Linked DNA regions of Mus musculus: all the other regions are linked to region 7. A link is a contact called in public Micro-C and promoter capture Hi-C data. All regions are on one chromosome and are shown on one strand. The core of a region is the stretch at or near the end of the contact, and the rest is flanking DNA. Distances in the headings are between cores, read along the strand shown. Region 1 holds the start of Cebpa (CCAAT/enhancer binding protein (C/EBP), alpha). Region 2 holds the start of Nudt19 (nudix (nucleoside diphosphate linked moiety X)-type motif 19). Region 3 holds the start of Pdcd5 (programmed cell death 5). Region 4 holds the start of Rgs9bp (regulator of G-protein signalling 9 binding protein). Region 5 holds the start of Plekhf1 (pleckstrin homology domain containing, family F (with FYVE domain) member 1). Region 6 overlaps Gm30771 (a long non-coding RNA gene). Region 7 holds the start of Tshz3 (teashirt zinc finger family member 3).

Region 1 (2,700 bases), core at 76-2,575, 1.6 Mb after region 7:
CCGGAATCTCCTAGTCCTGGCTTGCGCGGCCCGGGCAGCCTAGAGATCCAGCGACCCGAAACCATCCTCTGGGTCTCCAGCCAGGGGGCCGGCCCAAGGCGGTCCCGCAGCCGCGCGCCTCACGCGCAGTTGCCCATGGCCTTGACCAAGGAGCTCTCAGGCAGCTGGCGGAAGATGCCCCGCAGCGTGTCCAGTTCACGGCTCAGCTGTTCCACCCGCTTGCGCAGGCGGTCATTGTCACTGGTCAACTCCAGCACCTTCTGTTGCGTCTCCACGTTGCGTTGTTTGGCTTTATCTCGGCTCTTGCGCACCGCGATGTTGTTGCGTTCCCGCCGTACCCGGTACTCGTTGCTGTTCTTGTCCACCGACTTCTTGGCTTTGCCCGCACCGGCACCGCTGCCACCGCCGCCGCCTCCCGTGCGGAGGTCGGGGTGCGCACCGGCCAAGCCCTTGAGCGCGCTCCCGGGGCCAGGCAGGCCCGCAGCACCCAAGGCGGGCGCAGCGTGCGGGCTGGGCACGGGCGTGGGCGGCGGTGTGGGGTGGCCAGGCTGCAGGTGCATGGTGGTCTGGCCGCAGTGCGCGATCTGGAACTGCAAGTGGGGGGCGGCCAGGTGCGCGGGAGACGCGTGCGGGTGCGGCGGTGGCGGTGGCGGCGGTGGCTGGTAGGGGAAGAGGCCGGCCAGCGCCAGCTGCTTCGCCTCGTCCTCCTCGCGGGGCTCTTGTTTGATCACCAGCGGCCGTAGCGCGGGCGCCCCGACGCGCTCGTACAGGGGCTCCAGCCTGCCGTCCAGGTAGCCGGCCGCCGCACAGCCGTAGCCGGGAGGGGGCCCGTGCGCCCCCGCGGACATGACCGCGCCGCCGGGGCCCGCCGGGGCTCCCGGGTAGTCAAAGTCACCGCCGCCACCCGCGGGGCCCGCCGCCGCCTTGGCCTTCTCCTGCTGTCGGCTGTGCTGGAAGAGGTCGGCCAGGAACTCGTCGTTGAAGGCGGCCGGGTCGATGTAGGCGCTGATGTCTATAGACGTCTCGTGCTCGCAGATGCCGCCCAGCGGCTCCGGGGCGGCAGGTGGGGCTGGGGGCGGCGCGGGGCCCGCGCCCCGGGGAAAGCCAAAGGCGGCGTTGCTGGGCGCGTGCGGGGGGCTCTGGAGGTGACTGCTCATCGGGGGCCGCGGCTCCACCTCGTAGAAGTCGGCCGACTCCATGGGGGAGTTAGAGTTCTCCCGGCATGGCGAGCCTCGGCGGCCTCCAGCCTGCGCGTGGCGCCGCTGTCGCCGCCGCCCACCCAGTGCCCCAACTGGCTCGCGCCCGCGCAGCTTCGGGTCGCGAATGGCCAGGCCCGCGCGGGGACCGCTTTTATAGAGGGTCGGGCATCGCCCCCTGGTGTCCAAACGGGTCTCGGATCGAAGGCGCCAGTAGGATGGTGCCTGCTGGGTCTTAGAGCCCGCCTTCTCCTGTGACTTTCCAAGGCGGTGAGTGGGGAGCATAGTGCTAGTGGAGAGAGATCGTGGCGCAACGCCCACTGACTCCTGCGCTGCAAGGCGAACCCGGCTTGCAGCGCTCAGCCCCACCCCGGCGGCGCTGTCGCCCCCGCACACACGTGGTCCGTGGTTAGGCGCCCCTCCTTTAAGCCTCTAAGTCACCCACTTCCAGCCAACACTAGGGAGCCCGGGAGCATCTAGAGGCCGAGCGAGGGGAGGTGGAGGTTGGGGAGCGTTTGGAGAGAGAATGTTGGTTTTGAGCTACCGTAGTGCAGACTTGTGTTAAAAGCTGGGACTAGGCCTGTCTCCCACCCGGATTTCTAAAAGGCTGTGGCGGAGAGCCGCGGCGCGGGAGGTTGGAGACTGCTTTGGACCAGCAACCTAGCGCGCACCGCCGAGTGGCGAGGCCGGGAGCGCAGAGATTGTGCGTCTTTTTCTCTGAACTCCACGCGACCCCACGGCTTCCAGGCAGAGCACCTCTCTTTCGCCCAGCTTCTCTAGAACTACAGGGTCCCACGGGCTCTTCAGAGTAGTAGGGCGCTAGGACCCGGCGGGGAGCGGAGGCGGCCGCTAACCCCGGAGCCTGGTGGACCTGGCTCGTCCACTCGCCTAGGCTGGAAAACTTTCTTTTTCATTGCGTCTCCAGGCCAGAGCGATAGGATTGCTAGGCTTACCAGGCAGACGTTGCTACCCAGCGTGGAGCACTCTAGTCAAGTGTTCGGGACACCACCACCCCACGCCCGGGACCAGCCGGTGGGTCCTCTGAGCCTCGCGGAAAAGGACCCTAAGGAGAGCGCACAGGGGCCGCGAGAGGGCAGGGTGTTGGAGAGGAGTGAACTTGAATCGGGGACTGTGATCCCCAGGCGGGGCCCATAGCCAGGGGCCTGAAGACACAGTTTTCTTTCCCTACTGTCATTCATGGGGGCACTAATCTCGGTAGCTCGGGTGTCCAATTCCTAGCTACGAAGCCTTTCGAGCACCCACTTGGGAGCCCTCCGCGCCGCGCCGCCTACAGGCTCGCGGCTGTGGGTAGGAGTTTGCGTGCATCGGCTCCCAGCCACGTGGCGTCTCGTTCACCCTCCACCTGGATCGCGGCCGCGGAGGTCCGGGGGCAGAAGGGGCCTGGTGAGCACCCACGTCTCTCGTTTTTGCACCCCGAAGACCGCGGCTTCTTGAGCTGAGGCCTTTCGTCCTCTCGAACTCCATTTGTCCGTGTTCCGTGACC
Region 2 (2,700 bases), core at 97-2,596, 1.1 Mb after region 7:
CATACATTGTCTTCTGGGCGCCACATGCATTCAATGGCACTTGCATAAGTAAGTAATAAGTGTAAAAAAAAAAGTTCCCATAATGACACCTGGGCTCTATAATAGATTTAGAATAAATTTCAGCTCAAATTTCCCGTGTCAGTGCCAAGAGCATCAGTTTAGACAAGGGTAGTCTGTTGGCTCACAGATAGACGGCGGCGGCAGGTTATCTTACTAAGGGCAGATACTTCTCAACCTGTGGCCCCATTTTCTGTTTCTGGAGATGCAGTAAGTACACAGACAGCTCCATCTTTAGACAGGTTAACATTAAAAATAACCAAAGTCAACTGCAAAATGATGAGGCTGGCACACACCTTTATTAGTCCTAGACTTGGGGAGGCAGAGACAAGCAGATAGATCTCTGTGAGTTCAAGGCTAGCCTGGTCGTCTACATAGCAAGTTCCCAAAAAAGCAAGACTACATAATAATACTTTCTCAAAACTAACAAAAAACATCTCTATAGCCCCAAGAATACAGCCTAACTCATCCGAAACCCTAAAAATATGTGATCAGTTAGGATGGGATTTACAAGAGTTGGTGACTGAGAGAGAGCTGCAAAAAGGGAGACAGAAACAAGCTGTTTCCAAAAAACAAAATAGAAGTGCAAGTCCTCCAGCCACTTAAAAGTTGGAGAGGAAGCCAGGCAGTGGTGGCGCATGTCTTTGATCCCTGCACTTGGGAGGCAGATTTCTGAATTCGAGGCCAGCCTGGTCTACAGAGTGAGTTCCAGGGCGGCCAGGGCTACACAGAGAAACCCTGTCTAAAAACAAAACAAAACAAAACAAGAAACAAAAACAAAAAGAAAAAGAAAAAAGGAAAAAAGGTTGGAGAGGAGGGGGAAGCATTGCTAGTCTAGGATTAAACATCTCCCACGTAGAAAGAGAACTAATCACACTAAGATAATTTTCCCTGATCCTCAGGTGCTCAGGCAATAACAACATCTACAACTTAAGACAGACTACCCCAAGGGACAGGGACTAGCCAAAGACATTCAAACTACAGAGTAGTTAGTCTAACTTGGCATCTGATCCACCCATTCGTTTATTAGCATGGTTCAAGAGAGCTCCAGACACCTTGGAACCTCCTATACAGGCAACAGGCCAGCGTAGGGGACAAAGTCCTAGTCGTTTGCGTTTAGTGGGAAAGGTTCACAACTAGAAATTATTTTCCACTCCACACTGGCACCCGTGCTCCCAGAGGCTGGCTGGTGACTGCAGCAGCTGTGACAGGGCTGTGACAGGGCGAGAATGACCCTGACTGAAGCGCAGGGCATTCGAGGAGGTGCTCTGGCGCGGGAATCACGCTCCTCCCACAAGTAAACCTCCGGAAGCCGCCAGGCCGGATTTTTCAGGCCCTCAACATTTATAGGGCTTCTGGACACCACTCTACGACCCGGCCACTTCCTAAGGGGGATCTGAAGGACGCCGGCCATGAGCAGCTCGAGCAGCTGGCGGCGGGCAGCCACCGTGATGTTGGCAGCAGGCTGGACCCACTCGAGCCCGGCCGGCTTCCGGCTGCTGCTTCTCCAGCGAGCACAAAACCAGCGCTTCTTGCCCGGCGCGCACGTCTTCCCGGGCGGCGTGCTGGACGCGGCCGACAGCTCACCCGACTGGGTGCGTCTGTTCGCGCCTCGGCACACGCCGCCGCGCTTCGGCCTAGGCCCGGAGCCCCCTCGGCAACCCCCCTTCCCCGGGCTGTCCCACGGCGACGCGGACCCCGCGGCGCTGCCCGATGACGTAGCGCTGCGCATCTGTGCCATCCGCGAAGCCTTCGAGGAGGCGGGGGTGCTGCTCCTGCGGCCGCGGGACGCGGCTCCAGCTTCTCAGGAGCCCAGTCAGGCGCTGTCGCCTCCGGCCGGCCTGGCCGAATGGCGCTCGCGCGTGCGCAGTGACCCGCGCTGCTTCCTCCAGCTGTGTGCGCACCTAGACTGCACGCCTGACATCTGGGCGCTGCACGACTGGGGCGGATGGCTCACCCCGTATGGGCGAACCATCCGCCGTTTCGACACCACCTTCTTCCTGTGCTGCCTGCGCGACATTCCGCGCGTGGAGCCCGACGTGGCCGAGGTGGTGGGCTACCAGGTAGGGGTCGCGGGACCCGCCCCCCGGGATGCGCTGAGCCTTACCCCAGACCAAAGGCGCACGTGCGTGACCTTGCTTTAGGCTCTCAAGGACTCAACTCTCACCCTAAGCGGGGGCGCGGCAATGCTCCCAACTGCCTGTTCTGGACACTTCCCAATTCACTTCATGCCCTAAATCGTTTTCATTCGGGTTTCTAGAACACATTATAGGATTTCAGTCATTAACTTTCTTCTTCCTTCTTCATCTCTTCCTGTTTCTCTGTTCCCGTTTCCTTCGTCTTTCGCTTTCTCTCTCCTTTCCCTTTCCATCTTTCTCCTTTTTCTAACCCCTTTCTCTCTCTGCATGCGCACGCGTGGTAGGTGTGTGTGTGTGTGTGTGTGTGTGTGTGTGCGCGCGCGCGAGTTGGTCTGTCTGTCTCCCTCCATCCCTCCCTCCCTTTCTTTTTCGTGTCACTTGCAATGCACCAGGCACAGTTAGTTAGGCTTCAGGCCTAGGACCCGAGGTCTTGAGTGTGCCACCGCTTCAAGTTCATCTTTTATTTATGCAAAAAAATGTTTTCAACTGCCCGTTATTTTCCTTT
Region 3 (2,700 bases), core at 165-2,664, 1.1 Mb after region 7:
AGTTCTGCATCAATAGGCGAGCAGCAGGGAAAGTAACACTATGGCGTGAGCACACTTGAAACCTCAGAGTCCCAGAAAAACACTTCCTTCCAACCGAGACACACCTACGACAAGGCACACCTCCTAACTGTGCCACTCCCTAAGAGCCTCTGGGGGCCATTTTCTTTCAAACCACCACAGTCCCTAACACAGCAATTCCATCCATAGATACATATTTAAAATAACTGAAGGCAGGATTGCAGGCAGGCATTTGAACACATGCATTGATAGTGGCTTTACTCACACTAAGCAAAAAGTGAACAAGGTTAAACTGATGAATACATCTAATGTGCTTTGTACAGTAAATATGTTCAGCCAGGAAATAATGAAATGGGGGAGGGGAGAGCTTGTTTGGTTGGAGCCAAAGTCTCACTATGTAATGGCAAGCTGGTCTTCAATTCCAGATCCTCCTGCCTCAGACGCCCCTGGATTGGCCGACTTTAAAGGCACACACCCACCAAATCCAATCAAGAATGAAGTTCTGTCTCATGGTACAACATGGATAAAAAACTTGAAGGTGGTATATGATTGGTCAAATATGCCAGCCATAAATAAATAGTGCTTGAATAGGCAATTTTATACAGACAGAACATTGTTTTGTAATGGGAACCAGGGATAATAAATAATTTCTATTTAGTGAGTGGGTGCCAGTTTGTAATGATGAAAAATTTATAGAGAGTAGCCATTGCTCAACAGGGTGGATGTAGGTATATGGGCTAGAGGGATGGCTCAGTGGTTAAAAGTGTGTATTAGTCTTCCAGAGCACCAGAATTCGATTCTCAACCCAATATCAGGTGACTCACAGTTGCTTGGAACTCCAACTCCAGGGGTCCAATGTTTGTCTCCTCAGGCTCACTCATCCCTTACCTCCATATATATATATAATGAAAATGGTTAGATGTATTTGGAAAAATTAAAATACATATACCATAAGCAAGTCACAGGATTGGAGAATTGAGCAGTTTTTTTTTCCACCCACTCCATCCCTTACTGGGACCCTCACTCCAAAATCAGGGTGTGTGTGTGTGTGTGTGTGTGTGTGTGTGTATTGCCATAGTTCACACACACACTCACACACACAGCATCTTCTCAGCAAAGGCCCTTGGGGGTTGGGGTAAAGCAGACAGGGCGTCGACTAAGGAGTTTACACCTTGCAGAACTGCGCCATTGCCAGTCCTAGGAATCATTAGGGTGGGGCGTGTTAACGCGCAGTTCAGAGCCTGGGAACCCACAAGCGCCCTCTTAGAGGTTCTGCCCCTTTTCCCATCGCAGGATCGGTCCTCTGCAAGGCACCCTGGCCGAGGCCCGGCAGCCCCAACTCGGCACTCGACTTTTGATGCCTGAGCATCACTCGCGTCTGCGCAGTCGAAGGCGCCGGGCTCGAGTCTCCGGCCGAAGCGATTCCAACCGAGTGTACCGGAGGGCGGCTGCGGCTGCGCGACCCCCGACGGCCGCTGCGCCTGCGCGACGTGGGACAGCCGCGCCATGGCGGACGAAGAACTTGAGGCGCTGAGGAAGCAGAGGCTGGCCGAGTTGCAGGCCAAGCATGGAGTGAGTGAGCGAGCGGGCGGGCGGGCGAGGTGACGCCCTCGCCCCAGGCACAGGCTCTCGGCGTTTGCTCGTGGGACCCCGGCTTCCGCGTACCCCATGGCAACGTGTGTGTGCCCACGGGGATGGGGGTGTCCCCGGAGGTCACCGCCGCCTCCTCGGCTGCCGTAGGGTCCCGCGTGAGGCTTGTGCGGGTTGGGGTGTGCGCGCCTTCGAGTCACCCCCCACCCCACCCCCCAAGTCTCGGTTTTCGCTGCCGTCGAGCCTCAGGCGATCCTCGCCGGGATTGGGGTGTCCTCGGATTGGGGGGGGTCTTGCCGACCGGAAGCCCGCGCTGTGTAGAGGGGGATCCTCTGAGCTCTGGTGCGGAGGACGCCGCTCTGACAGCGCCTCCCCGGGCGGGAGTCGAACCGCGGACTCCAGAGATGGTGCTCAGCCCCTGCGGTGCCGGCTAGGAGGGAGTAGCGGGTTGTAAACTTGCCTTGGGACAAACGCTAGTGGTGGTGGGTGACCTCAGTGGCAAGCATTTGAGCCTTTGAGCCAGCATCTTTCGTGCCAAGCCAGGGTCTCTTTTTTCCAGTCTTCTCACTGGTTAAAAATAGGGCTCCATGATACCGGGGCCTTTTCAGGAATGTGTGCGTTCTCAAACATTCTTTTAGATTGTGACTTGAGACGCTTGGGAAATGTGGGGCTGGGAGTGGGGGTTAGCCTGGGCCACAGTGCTTACCTAGCATACACAACACCCTCTCTTCCCTGAGTTCCACCCTCAGCCCTTATTTAATAAAACGAACACAACATTGCAAATGGAAACTGACTTATTGATTTTTTTTTTTTTTTTTTTTTTTTTTTTTTGGTGAGGTCCAGTTTCCACCTCGGGAACCTATTATAGCAGAAAGAATATCGAATAAGCCCTTTATTTTTGTTTTCATTTATTTGGTATTTTACTTTATTTTGAATACGGTCTCTGTTTATAGCCCAGGCTGGCCGGTAACTTGAGATTCTTGTGTCTCCTAAGTGCTAACTATGGTGACAAATGTGCCTCACCCCACCTTTCCCTGACCCATGTGTTCTTCTCTCTTCTTTTGAAGTTCCACTCCATTAAAAGGTAAAAAT
Region 4 (2,700 bases), core at 81-2,580, 1.1 Mb after region 7:
CTGTGTGGTTGTACGTCTCTGGGTACCTGAGTTTTCCATAAGTCTTCTCTACATACAGGACGAGAGGACCTCGCCACGTGTAAAGCAGGCAGGGATACCCTTTCCACTTTCAGCCCCGGCGGAAACTCAATCAGCTGGCCTAGACCAGGATCTGAACACACAGCCTCCTCCCTCAGTTTGGTCACCGGAAAACCTCCCAGGCCACATGGCCTGGGAGCGACAGCTCTGCCCACTGCCCCAAGTCCCAGCTCCGGGGGACCCAGGCCTGCCGTGGTGCCACAGGAACAGATGCATTCTCCGCGCCGCCTAGGCATCCCTCTGGACCTAGTGGACAACGTGCGCGCCGCGATGCGGACCGCAGAGGAACGGGAGAGCTGGGAGGCTCAGCCCGCCACGGGTCCGGGCCCCTGGGGCCCATCAGCCCAGCCTGGGGCTCCCCTTCAGTGCAGGGAACCCCTCCCCCTTCCTCTCCCAGGCCCCGCCCGACCTCGGCGTTCCCCAGAGTAGGGAGGCGCTGGAGGATACCCGCAGAAGACACTTACTTAAGAGGCTACATAGTTTCACCTCTGTGCTACGACAGCACCTCCCGGACCCTGGGCTGGGACCTGAGTGCCCACCACCCGGGTGCGGTGGCTCCACTCTTCAGCCTACCTCTTTACTCCGCCGTTGGGCGGAACCCTGCTCCAGTCTGTCCAATAAGAGGTCGTTTTAGTCGAGACTGACACGTAAACAGAGCAATCATTAAGTCTAGTTCAGTCGGAGGTGGGGCCCAGGCGACTCCGCGCTTCCTACTCAAGCTAGCCCCGCCCAGAACCAGGGAGTGCGCGTGCCCAGAATTCGAGAGGCGGGACCTAAGGAAGATCTGATATTAGGGGTGGGGTCCAAGCTGGGCCCCTGAAATGGGGTTAGACTGTGATGAAGAAGAGAGCTCCAACTAAGTAACAATCCTACCCGGTCGATCGCCCGTGCTACTGGTGATGCAAACTGGAGGTGCCCAGACTTCCGAGCCACCCTACTCTGTTGCCTACAGGGTCTAGTCCCTTGGTCCTTTCCCTTCACTAGCATGGGCTGCGATAAGCTAAGCATTCTTTCTACCGAGTCTCACTTTTCCTCGTCTGCAAAGTAGGAAAAAAAAAAACCTTGAATTTGTAGGGCGCTAAGGTTCCAGAATTATCATGGTAGGGAGAAGAGGGAAAGCCACACTTGATCTACCTGGGCTGGGCCCCGCCTACCCCTGGCCCGGGGGCGGGGAGGGGGCGGGGGGGGCGGGCGGAGGAAGCCCCGGGCCTGGACTGGTGGCTGGAGGCGTGTCCTAGGAAACTGGATCCTGCTGCCCTTGGCCGGGGCTAAGGCGCGCGGCTCGTCTTGGAGACTTGGGGTCGATCAAGGATGGGGTCTTCACTCTGGGCTTCTCAGGGAGCCGCCGTGAAAAAGAAAGTGGTGCAAAGACACTACGCGTGACCCGGAGCGCGTCTGGGGGAAATGGAGGAGCGGATGGGGAGAAGCTAACCAGACTACCCCAGCCGTGGGGACGCCGGAGGCGCACCTCAAGGGTCCCTGGAGAGCTCTGTTGAGAACAGCGGCGAGGACATGAGGAGCTTTCAGTCCGCCCTGCTCAAGGCTGGCATCAGGGCTGGAGGCGACCTACGACGTTGAAGGTTGCAAGTAGGGTACCGCCGGAGGGCAGCGCCATGGCCAGAGAGGAGTGCAAGGCGCTGCTGGACGCGCTCAACAAGACCACAGCGTGCTACCATCACTTAGTGCTTACTGTGGGCGGCTCCGCGGACACTCAGGACCTACGCGAAGAGCTGCAGAAGACCCGCCAGAAGGCGCGGGAGCTGGCCGTGGCCACCGGCGCCCGGTTGACCGTCGCGCTCCGGGACCGGAGCTTAGCTACCGAGGAGCGCGCGGAGTTTGAGCGGCTCTGGGTGGCCTTTTCAGGCTGCCTGGACCTGCTCGAAGCCGACATGCAGCGCGCACTAGCGCTGGGAGCCACCTTCCCGCTGCACGCGCCGCGCCGGCCACTTGTTCGCACTGGGGTGACGGGCGGCTCCTCTGCTGTAGCTGCGCGCGCCCTGAGCGCCCGCAGCCTGCGGCACGAAGCGGAGAGCGACTTCGATGTCGCCGATCTGCCCCAGTTGGAGCGCGAAGTCCTCCAGGTGGGCGAGATGATTGACGACATGGAAATGAAAGTCAACGTGCCCCGCTGGACTGTACAGGCGCGACAAGCGGCAGGCGCCGAACTCCTGTCCGGTGCCAGTGCCGGCGCGTCCTCAGCCGGTGGCATTTCGGTAGAGGAGCGCGCGGGCCCCTGCGACCCCAGCAAGGCCCTGGCTGCCACCGTTTTCAGCGCCGTGCTGTTGGTGGCTGTGGCCCTCGCCTTATGTGTGGCAAAGCTGAGCTGACTGATATCCAACGGTCGTCCGCTGCCCCTTTTCTTTCCAGGGCATGGGCTTCGGGTTTGAACCGTTAAGGAGAGAGGTAGTGAGCCTGAATGTGTGCATATGAACATGATCCTTTCAAAGCCCACCTCTGCCTGGGCAAAACGTGTTTTGTTTTTTAACATGCTGGCCCAAGAGGAGTTAACAGCACAGGGCGGCCAGGCCATTACCTCTAATGTCTGTAGGAGCTTTACCTCCTATTAATAGAAATCGGTCCACAGTGACCCCAGGTCCCTCTGAGTTTGATGGGTTAAGACGT
Region 5 (2,700 bases), core at 8-2,507, 1.5 Mb before region 7:
CTCAGCCTCCTGCGTGCTGAGATCACAGGCATATGACACCCAGATCCCTAAATCTTATGATTAAAGATGAGCTAAAGTCAGGGCTGGAGATATAATATCTCACTGGTGGAGTACTTCTCTAGAACTTGAGATTGTGAGTTTACTGGAGGGGGGGCTAAAAGTCTCTATTTTTATGTGTCTTCTCCCCATCTGAAATATTCACAGCAGTGCATTTTGTAAATGATTAAACAAACTTCAAACCTAAAAGAAATATCAATAAGCGCTGGTGGGGTAAGGATGTGGGGGATGGTAGGGATTAAGGGACAGTTTAGGGAAGGGTCTGCCCCTAACACCATCACCAGAGGGCCACACCATCCCCTTCCAAACCCAGTTTGGTCTTGGCCCAGCGGGTACCAGGCTAACCAGAGCTAGTCCCTCTTCAATGTAACCAGTTTAGCAACACAAACTGACACTATAGACTAATATTAGCCCAGCAGTCTAGAGACAGAGGCAAGGCTTCTATGAGTTCAGGGATAGCCTAGTCTACATATAGAATTTCTGGTCAGCCAGGGGTAACAAGACAATAAAAAATGGATGGAGTTGAGAACTGCTGCTTTGTGGCCAAGGAGACCTCTCTGAGGAGGTGACACTGAAATGACAAAGGAGGGAGAGGGCGAAGGGTGGGAGTGGTTTTTAAGGAACCAGAAGACAGTGGATGAGAATTGCGTGGGGGCAGGTGAGATGGGAAAGCAGCCTTGGAATTGAGTTCTAAGTGACACCAGTAGCCAGGGCGGGGTACCTGTTCGTCTTGGATCTACACGATGAATGCCTGGGGTCCACTAAACTAATTTCCTCCCGTGTACTTTTGACATTTTCCTCTAGGAAAAAAATTATAAAGTTCTGTTGATCGTTAAGAAAACGTGTGTCTCTGTGGCTGAAAAGAGTAACATCATAGTAACAGGGGCACCTGAGGGCCCACCACTCCGTCATGCCTGCTTCCCTCACAGGCTGTTCCTCTGACCAGCGCCGACTCAGTCTTGAGTGTGGCGACCAGCAAAGCTGGGAACCGGACTCCAACCAGGAATCAGCCCATCGTCCCCACGCACAACCGCTGCTGACCCGTTTACGGTCCAGCGGTTTAATTACGCCCGCGCACATTTCTGGAGAACTCGGGCCGGCTCCGCCCCCGCCTGCGTGCCAGGGCTTCGATTGGTCCAGAGTCCCTCGAAGGGGCGTGACCAGAGAATTGGAACCCGGAGGCGTGGGCGGCGCAGGGATTGGCGGGCGCCAGTTCGGGACTGGCTGTGCGGACGCGGAGGTTCCTACGGGAGGTAAGCAGGCTACGGAGGGGGAGAGCGCTCCCCTTCCGCCCTCCACCCTGCCAGGTCTGCAGCTGTGGGTAGAGGTGGCCTCAGGAACCCGCATCTGGGGCTCCACTGGAGCAGAGGCTGCTCGCTGTTTTCTGACTTGGGAAGGGGTTGACAGCTGGGACTCTAGGGCCACTGAGTCCCAGGACTGTGCGCGAGTTGGAGAAGGGTTCTCCGCAGAGTCTCTACCCTCTCCTTATCCCGTGATGTTCCGGGAACCTCGTCTTGGCCAGAGACGTCTTGGGTTGGGAGGGACGGTTCTCAATAGCCTCGGATTTGGGACCCTGAAGAGTTTGAGTTCGCGACTCTTCATATAGGAAGTTATTGGTGTGGGACCGGGCCTGGATTCTCCTAGGGAGTAACTGAAGTACAATAAAGAGGTGTCCCCAGGCCTTAGCAGGAGGGAAACCGGCAGTTCCAAGTCTCAGTGGAATGTGTGCACTCCCCGGAGAGGGCGCAGTCCTTAGAATGTGAACAAAACCGGTATCAGATTCTACCCGGTCAGAGGCTGCAGAGGAGGGGCGATCAGTGCTAGAGTCAAGACCCCTGCGGTTTTTGTAAGCTGAAGTGCTTCATTTGCTGTGCGTCCTGCCCACGTCAGCCCTCAGAGCTGCTCAGAGTGGCTAGGCCAGTTAGTTGTCTGAGCACTGGGACCTGGCCAACCCTGTCCCGCCAAGGAAGGAGGGGTTTGGCATTGTGGCCTGCGGGATGGGACTGACTACCCTGTGTGTTATGCGGTGAAAGACACCAAAGTCAGGCAGTAGGAAAGACTACACACTCTGGATTTTAAGAACTTCTGACCCAGGGCATGTTTTTTTTGTTGTTGTTGTTTGTTTGTTTGTTTGTTTGTTTGTTTTTTGGGGGGGTGGGGGCGTGTTGTTTTGTTTACTAGGGCCAAAAGTTTCAGAAGTTATTGTCTCCTTTTCATCATGTGAATTCCCGGGATAGGACATGGCCACAAACACCAGGTTACCCAAAAGATTTTGCTTTTTTTGAGATAAGGTCTCCTTGTATAGTCCAGATTGACCTACAACTCTCTACCTTCCTATCTAATCTTACCAGATGCTAGATTATAGGAATGCCCTCTGGGCCAAAGTTTTTCTACCTTGGCTCAGAGTTTATCTGGAAGCTGGGCCCACTCCTGAGGTTCTTGGGTGGTGACTGTGAAGTGGCTCATGGGCACGGAGTTACAGCCATGCTTTGTGCTTAATTAACATTGTGTCTAGCAAACAGTGGGTGCTAAGAAAGTAGCACCTAAGGGTTTATTTTCCTTAATCTGTTCTCCTGGAGGAAGATTCTAGAAGGTCTCAGTGACTCTGTTGGGTGGTGCCACTCCCTTAGTACCCTTGTAATA
Region 6 (2,700 bases), core at 125-2,624, 1.4 Mb before region 7:
GAATCTGGAGAAACTGAACAAAACGGAGGCTCAGCAATTTGCCCAAGGTCAGACACTGAGCCTGGCTTCAGGGCCTACAGCTACATTGAGCTGCCTCGGAGCCTTAGCCTTAGATTAATGGAATGTCCCATTAACAAGCTCCTGAACCCTCAAACCCAAAATTGGGAGGGGCCCAGGTATGGGTTTTCAGGGCCGCAGGACCTAGCCGCTTAAGCCTGAAGAGGGCGCGCATTCCTCTCCGGGACTGCTGGCAGCTCAGCCTTTCTGCCTGGAGCACGCTTCCTACCAGTCCCAAGCACTCGGGTCCCCCCTTTTAGGCCTCCTCGGGCCCGCCAGTCCGGGATGACAGCTTGGCTGGGCCCCACGCCTGGACTGCGCCCGGTACGGCGCCTCCCCCCGGTCACGCGGCACAGATGGGAGAGGAGGAGGACGAGGAGGAGAGGAAAGGAGGCCCTTTGGGGCAGAAGGGTAGGAACCCGCTGCACTGGGCGTCGCCTCTGAAAGGGGCTCTGTGCGGCTCGGGGAGAAGAAAGGGGCAAAGAAATGGAGGAGGAGCTGTGTAAGGAGCAGTGATGCAGGCTCAGGTGTCCGGACCCCACCGCAGTGTTCCAGCCACACCCAGACGGAAACCATGGTCGACGGTTTGGCCTGCGCCCGTCTCTAGACTGCTAGCTGGGGGAGCAGGCACCCCTGTCACCTCATTGTGCACGGAGCAATAGGCCTCGCCATGTTAGCCAGACCAAATGTAGCCCTTAGGGCAAGGGCAGAACGTAGGAGTCGGAGCCCAGAACCTCTTGCCACGCAAGCCACAAAGCAAGGCCCAGGAGCCCTGCTGTCCAGGGCAGATCTTGGTGGCGCCACTTTCCAGCCACGTGGCTTGGAGCAAGTTTCTTTACTTCATCTGTGAAATGGGAGAGCGCGCACGTAGTGGGGTTATTATGTAGGGGGGTTTCGTCCCCTAGGGCTGGGCCTGCCTTGGTCACAGCTCTCACCAATGCAGCGGGATAAAGAAACTGAAGTTGGGGACAGAACCAGGCCGCCCCAGTCCCGCGCCGCCCAAGACCTCCATGCGCGCGCGCGCGCGCACCTTACCCGCCTCCTCCTTCGGAACCCGCAGCCCCGCCCTTCTGGCTCAGGCTGAGCTCCACGTGCGGCGTGTTTACACACGTGACTCCAGGGCCCGCCCACCCAGCCTCCGCCTCCGATCCGACCCCGCCCCTGTCCCCGCCCCATGTCCTCTGCGGCTGCGCGGCGTCGAGCTAACGCAAAGCGCCTCTGTAACAGAGCCAAAGCGTAGGTGGATCTCTGGGTAGGCGGGACTTTGGGCCTCCTCGTGGCTTCCTCGCGCACCGCGAGGGGGGCGGGACTGGACGGTCACGGGCGGGGCCAAGTGTGAGCGCAGGCTCTAGGCAGGGCGTCGCGTGGGCGGGGCTGAAGAGAGCTGGGCGGTGGCGCTGGGGTCCGGCGCATGCGCAGGCACACCAAGCTGTACAGCTTTCAGACCTGCTTTCGCCACGTTCCTAGTCCTGCCCCTGTGTAGGCTGAACCAGGTAGAACTAAGAAGGACACATTGACGCCCACATTTCACTGCGTTTTGGGCAAAGACGGGCTCTCCAGGATTCTCTTCCCTTGCCCTCCTGCTATTTCTCCCTTTCTTCTGGATTGGTTCGGTGCAGGCCTGTTGTGGCATCCTGTTTGTCTTTGATACCTTACCAGTCATACCATTGAAGCTCATTACACCTTCTCTTTTTCCTCTCTCCCTCTCTTCCATCTCTCTCCTCCGTTACTTCCCACCCTCTTCTTTCTCTCTCATACTAGGGATTGAACCTAGCCCTGAAGCGAACTGTCCTTGTACCGTACCGCCACCCCACTGGGTCCAAAGAATTTCAGCACCTACATGATGACACAAGTGGAAAATTGCTTCAGTACCGTGCCTGCCTGCCTGCTGCCATTTTTACTTTTTCTTTTTAGAAACCAAGTTTGCCCAGGCCTGCCTTGAAGTCTCTTCGTAGACCCAGGCTAGCCCTGAAGTACCTCTGTTAGGCCCAGGCTGGCCTAGAATTTGTGATCCTTCTGCCTCAGCGTCCCAAATAGCTGATATTTACAGTCAAACCCAGCTTCCGTAAACCCTAAGCAGACTCCGAGATCGTGCTTTATCCCTCACCACTAGCAGACTTCCTCCTAGATGTATCACAAACCCTTTTAAGCCAACATATATGGAGTGAGCCCCTTTTTTCTCTGAACTTTGTGTCACACCCCATTTCTGCAGTGCTTAGCACTGCAATCCACCTTCTCAGGAGGTTAGGCCTCAGACAAAGACAATTAGTCTTGATGACTGAAATTTAAATGCCTTGTAATCTCCCTTCCTAACCAGGGAGCATTCGGGAAACAGAGGTGGCCAGATCTCTAAATTCAAGGCCAGCCTGGTCTACAGAGCTTGTTCCAGGACATCCAGGGCTACACTGAGAATTCTTGTCTTGAGGGGGAAAAGAAAGGATCTCCCCTCCCTTCATTGTCTGCTACACTCATGTCTGTGACTCCAAAAGAGCCTCACACTGTATCTGTTTGGATTTTTAGAAGATCTGCCATCCTGTTTGTCTTTCCTCAAGTCTAGCTAACATTTCTAAATGATTGCATTAATTATCTGTAGGGAGAAATCCAAACCTCTTCATTAAAAGAAAGACAGGAAAAAAGACAAAG
Region 7 (2,700 bases), core at 43-2,542:
TAAAGAAAAGGACTCCTAAGCAACCTTCCCCTTCAGGCAGCGTCTGAGCCTCTGCACGTCTGAGTGTTATTCATATCAAAATACATCACGTCCATATGTGGTCCTCTCTCGGCAAGCCGCCCCAAATCCCTGAAGTTGCACTGACAGGGCCCTCCTGACGTCACGGAGCTTGGCCTCACTATTGCAAGTGATTTATTGATGTTTATTGGGAATGAATAGATCAAAGGCACAGGCATGACGGGCGATCAATCAGTCATCAAATCAAGGGTGGCAACCGGCCAGAAACCCTTCTTCCAGCCAACGTGCCCCCAACCGACATTATTGCAAAATAATGTTATGTGTGTGGGTTTTGTTTTGTTTTCAATGAATCTCTTTTCCAGAAGGAAAAAAAAAAAAAAATCAGCTCAGTCCTAACAGGAGTTGACGTTCCTGGCAGAAAAAGAGAGGGAGGGGGGAGTACTCAGATATGTCCCAGAACTAAGTGCTAGAAAAGGGTAGGGAGCAGCAGCGGAAAGAGAGGGAGGGGGTAAGAAGACATTCAGGAATGGAGGAAATGTCAGCATCCAACACTGACCTGACAGTCATCTGACAATACCCAGACCCAGTGCGCTCTGGTTTCCACCGCTGTACCGGGTTTGGGCCCAATAAATGAAGAATCAATCGAATTAGCAGTAAGGTGGCCAGAGGGATCCGCTAGCTCACTCTTGCTCGCTCTGGTCCCGGTAGTCACCGGGTACTGCCCGGGACAACGCGGAAGATGTCCCAGAGAACTCAGGTGACCCCGCCCGCCCCCCACCAAAAGGCACGGGTTGGAGAGCGCCTTCCCCGCTGCAGCCGGATCGGCAGAGGCGGGGACCTAAGCCGGCTCGGTGGTCCCCAGGAGGGTGTGCGAGCCGGTCGAGCGAAGAACATAGCGGGGCAACTGGGGGGCGCGCGCACCCGGGCAGGAGAGCCCCGAGCCAGCCGGGCTCCCGGAGTTACTCAGCGCCCGCAGAGACAGACAGAAAATGAGAGAGAGGCGAGGAGTGCGGCGAGCAACGCGGGGGCCGGCGGCCCAGAGGCGCGGCGCGAGCAGAGGAAGAGGAGGAGGACCGGAGGAGGAAGGGGAAGCCGCTCGTACCTGCTGCGCGCCGGGGCGCCTGCTGCTTCCTCCTCGGCATGATGCTTCTCCCGCGACTGCCACCGCCGCCGCCGCCGCCGCCGCCGCTGCCGGGCTGAGCCGAGGGAGGGAGGGGCGGCGGGGGGGGGGCGAGGCGGGCCTGCTCGCAGCCTCCCCCCCGGAGAGCGGCCGCCCGCAGGATGCTGCTGCGCCCCGGCTCTCCGCGTCCCCCCCTCGCTGCGCTCCGCCGCGATCCCCGAACGTGCGGAGGGAAGGAGGGCGGGCAAGGGAGGCGCGGGGAAGGAGGAGCGCGAGGGGGAGGAGGAGGCAGAGGAGGAGGAGGAGGAGGAGGAGGACCGCGCTGCCGGCGGAATGGGAAGTTTGACAAATCGCTCCAGAGGCCCGAGGAGGAGGGGGCGGGGAGGAGCGGTCGCCCTGCCCCCCCCCCGCCCCGTCCCCAGACGAGGTGCGCGGGGTTCGGGGCTGGGGGGCGGGGAGTGAAGGAGGAGAAGGCGGGCAGAGAGATGAGAGGAGGAGCCCAGGAGCGACCCCGGTCGGTCCTGCCCCGCTTCCCGCCCCCAGGCAGGGAGGTCAAGGCATGGGGGGGGGGGGGGTGGAGGGGGGGCGCAGCCGCCGCCGCCGCGGCCCGGGGCTCAGCGGTCCAGTCTTCTGCCCACGGCGCGGCTGGAGCGGCGGCGTCGGCAACAGGCAAGCTTAAAGGAAAAGGAGATGATCGTGTCACTCGCCTGCCCGCGGAGGCGCCCCCAGCCTGGGTCCTGGCCCGGACGCCTGCCCAGGGCCCCCCGCCCAAGTCCAGACACCCGGAGCTGGCCCTCCGTCTCCGCCCCGAGCGCTCTCGCAAAGGCGCGGGGTCCGCCCTGCGGAGCGCGTCCCGGGGCGCCCACAGCCCCCGCCCATCCCTCTTCCCCACCCGGTCTCAACCCCGGGCTGCTCCCGGCTGCCCCTCCCGGCCCACACTCCTCTCCACCCGCCGCGTGCAGCCCCAGAGCGCTCCCCTAGTTGGGATGGTACCCCTATCAAAGATGCCAGGGCCCCGGGGGTGCCCTGGAGAGAAGATGTGCGGGCTGACATGGGTGTGGGCTCTGGGTCTTCCCTCCTGGGACCTACAGTGGCTACCTCCTTCCGTTCCCCCACCCCACCCCCGCCACAAACTTTCCCAGGCTTGTTTCGGGGGTAAGCATGGGAGGGGGCACCTCCAAGTTTCCTTTACTGACTTTGGGACGATCACCGTCTCAGCACCCCGCGTCTCGCCCCCTTGGGCTACTGGCCGCGCCCCCCACCCACTGCGTCGGAGGTTGCCAAGGCGGGAACGGGGGAGGGAGAAGAAACTCGGGTTCCCCTGCCCATCCCCCGCCGGGGTGCGCCCTGGACAGGGTACTGCCCCAGCCGCTCCCAGCTTAGGGGCAGTTCTGGACGAAGGGGATTGATTATTGATTGAGTGATTGGGGTCGCAGAGGCTCCGGGCAGACTCGGCCGATGTGCCCCGGGAAGGAGGCGGCTGGAAGGCTGCGGTGGCGACAGGGCGACGTGGGCTCACTTACTCTGGTGGTGAGGGCGCGGGTGGGCTGGAATTCACGCGG

Evidence for each region. Promoter capture Hi-C pulls out the DNA fragments that hold promoters and counts their contacts. A called contact is a pair of places that touch in the nucleus more often than the background predicts.
Region 1: a Micro-C map of embryonic stem cells shows a contact between it and region 7, with 7 times the contacts expected there. The contact joins the promoter of Cebpa here to the promoter of Tshz3 in region 7. A contact is called at or near these places in 3 of 484 Hi-C or Micro-C datasets (all in embryonic stem cells) and 1 of 115 datasets of contacts at active chromatin or transcription factors (embryonic stem cells).
Region 2: a promoter capture Hi-C map of embryonic stem cells shows a contact between it and region 7, with 3 times the contacts expected there. The contact joins the promoter of Nudt19 here to the promoter of Tshz3 in region 7. A contact is called at or near these places in 2 of 39 promoter capture datasets (embryonic stem cells and hippocampal neurons).
Region 3: a contact with region 7 is called in a promoter capture Hi-C map of hippocampal neurons, with 5 times the contacts expected there. The contact joins the promoter of Pdcd5 here to the promoter of Tshz3 in region 7. A contact is called at or near these places in 6 of 39 promoter capture datasets (the 3T3-L1 cell line, 3T3-L1-derived adipocytes, cranial neural crest and 3 more), 7 of 484 Hi-C or Micro-C datasets (cerebral cortex, cortical neurons, embryonic stem cells and 2 more) and 5 of 115 datasets of contacts at active chromatin or transcription factors (the SCID.adh cell line, astrocytes, extraembryonic endoderm stem cells and 2 more).
Region 4: a Micro-C map of embryonic stem cells shows a contact between it and region 7, with 9 times the contacts expected there. The contact joins the promoter of Rgs9bp here to the promoter of Tshz3 in region 7. A contact is called at or near these places in 1 of 39 promoter capture datasets (hippocampal neurons), 1 of 484 Hi-C or Micro-C datasets (embryonic stem cells), 2 of 115 datasets of contacts at active chromatin or transcription factors (the SCID.adh cell line and astrocytes) and 1 of 9 other capture datasets (adipose tissue).
Region 5: a contact with region 7 is called in a promoter capture Hi-C map of embryonic stem cells, with 5 times the contacts expected there. The contact joins the promoter of Plekhf1 here to the promoter of Tshz3 in region 7. A contact is called at or near these places in 2 of 39 promoter capture datasets (both in embryonic stem cells) and 2 of 115 datasets of contacts at active chromatin or transcription factors (embryonic stem cells and stem cell-derived neural progenitor cells).
Region 6: a contact with region 7 is called in a Micro-C map of embryonic stem cells, with 2.7 times the contacts expected there. The contact joins the enhancer-like site here to the promoter of Tshz3 in region 7. A contact is called at or near these places in 2 of 39 promoter capture datasets (the 3T3-L1 cell line and hippocampal neurons), 1 of 484 Hi-C or Micro-C datasets (embryonic stem cells), 1 of 115 datasets of contacts at active chromatin or transcription factors (astrocytes) and 1 of 9 other capture datasets (embryonic stem cells).

What each region holds. Positions count from the first base shown.
Region 1 is chr7:35,117,918-35,120,617 of GRCm38.p6, reverse strand. It overlaps Cebpa (CCAAT/enhancer binding protein (C/EBP), alpha), which reads right to left and starts at 1,325. Exons shown (of 1, transcript NM_007678.3): 1 at 1-1,325. The coding sequence starts at 1,199. The coding sequence ends at 120.
Region 2 is chr7:35,554,574-35,557,273 of GRCm38.p6, reverse strand. It overlaps Nudt19 (nudix (nucleoside diphosphate linked moiety X)-type motif 19), which reads left to right and starts at 1,346. Exons shown (of 3, transcript NM_033080.2): 1 at 1,346-2,120. The coding sequence starts at 1,470.
Region 3 is chr7:35,646,196-35,648,895 of GRCm38.p6, reverse strand. Pdcd5 (programmed cell death 5) reads left to right here and starts at 1,414. Exons shown (of 6, transcript NM_019746.4): 1 at 1,414-1,590. The coding sequence starts at 1,525.
Region 4 is chr7:35,584,212-35,586,911 of GRCm38.p6, reverse strand. Rgs9bp (regulator of G-protein signalling 9 binding protein) reads left to right here and starts at 1,330. Exons shown (of 1, transcript NM_145840.3): 1 at 1,330-2,700. The coding sequence starts at 1,692. The coding sequence ends at 2,405. Ankrd27 (ankyrin repeat domain 27 (VPS9 domain)) reads right to left here and starts at 665. Exons shown (of 29, transcript NM_145633.3): 1 at 543-665.
Region 5 is chr7:38,226,551-38,229,250 of GRCm38.p6, reverse strand. Plekhf1 (pleckstrin homology domain containing, family F (with FYVE domain) member 1) reads left to right here and starts at 1,257. Exons shown (of 2, transcript NM_024413.2): 1 at 1,257-1,310.
Region 6 is chr7:38,083,670-38,086,369 of GRCm38.p6, reverse strand. All of the region lies in intron 3 of Gm30771 (a long non-coding RNA gene), which reads right to left. Among named protein-coding and RNA genes, the nearest start is that of Ccne1, 22 kb to the left of the region's middle. Within about 2 kb of position 1,374, at least 164 of the 459 cell types and tissues checked have an H3K27ac peak or open chromatin away from gene starts, as enhancers often do. A contact at or near this core is called in embryonic stem cells and hippocampal neurons, where this site is marked.
Region 7 is chr7:36,696,710-36,699,409 of GRCm38.p6, reverse strand. It overlaps Tshz3 (teashirt zinc finger family member 3), which reads right to left and starts at 1,292. Exons shown (of 2, transcript NM_172298.3): 1 at 1,121-1,292. The coding sequence starts at 1,160. It overlaps Gm36722 (zinc finger X-linked protein ZXDB-like), which reads left to right and starts at 1,188. Exons shown (of 3, transcript XM_030243157.1): 1 at 1,188-2,700. The coding sequence starts at 1,300. The coding sequence ends at 2,547.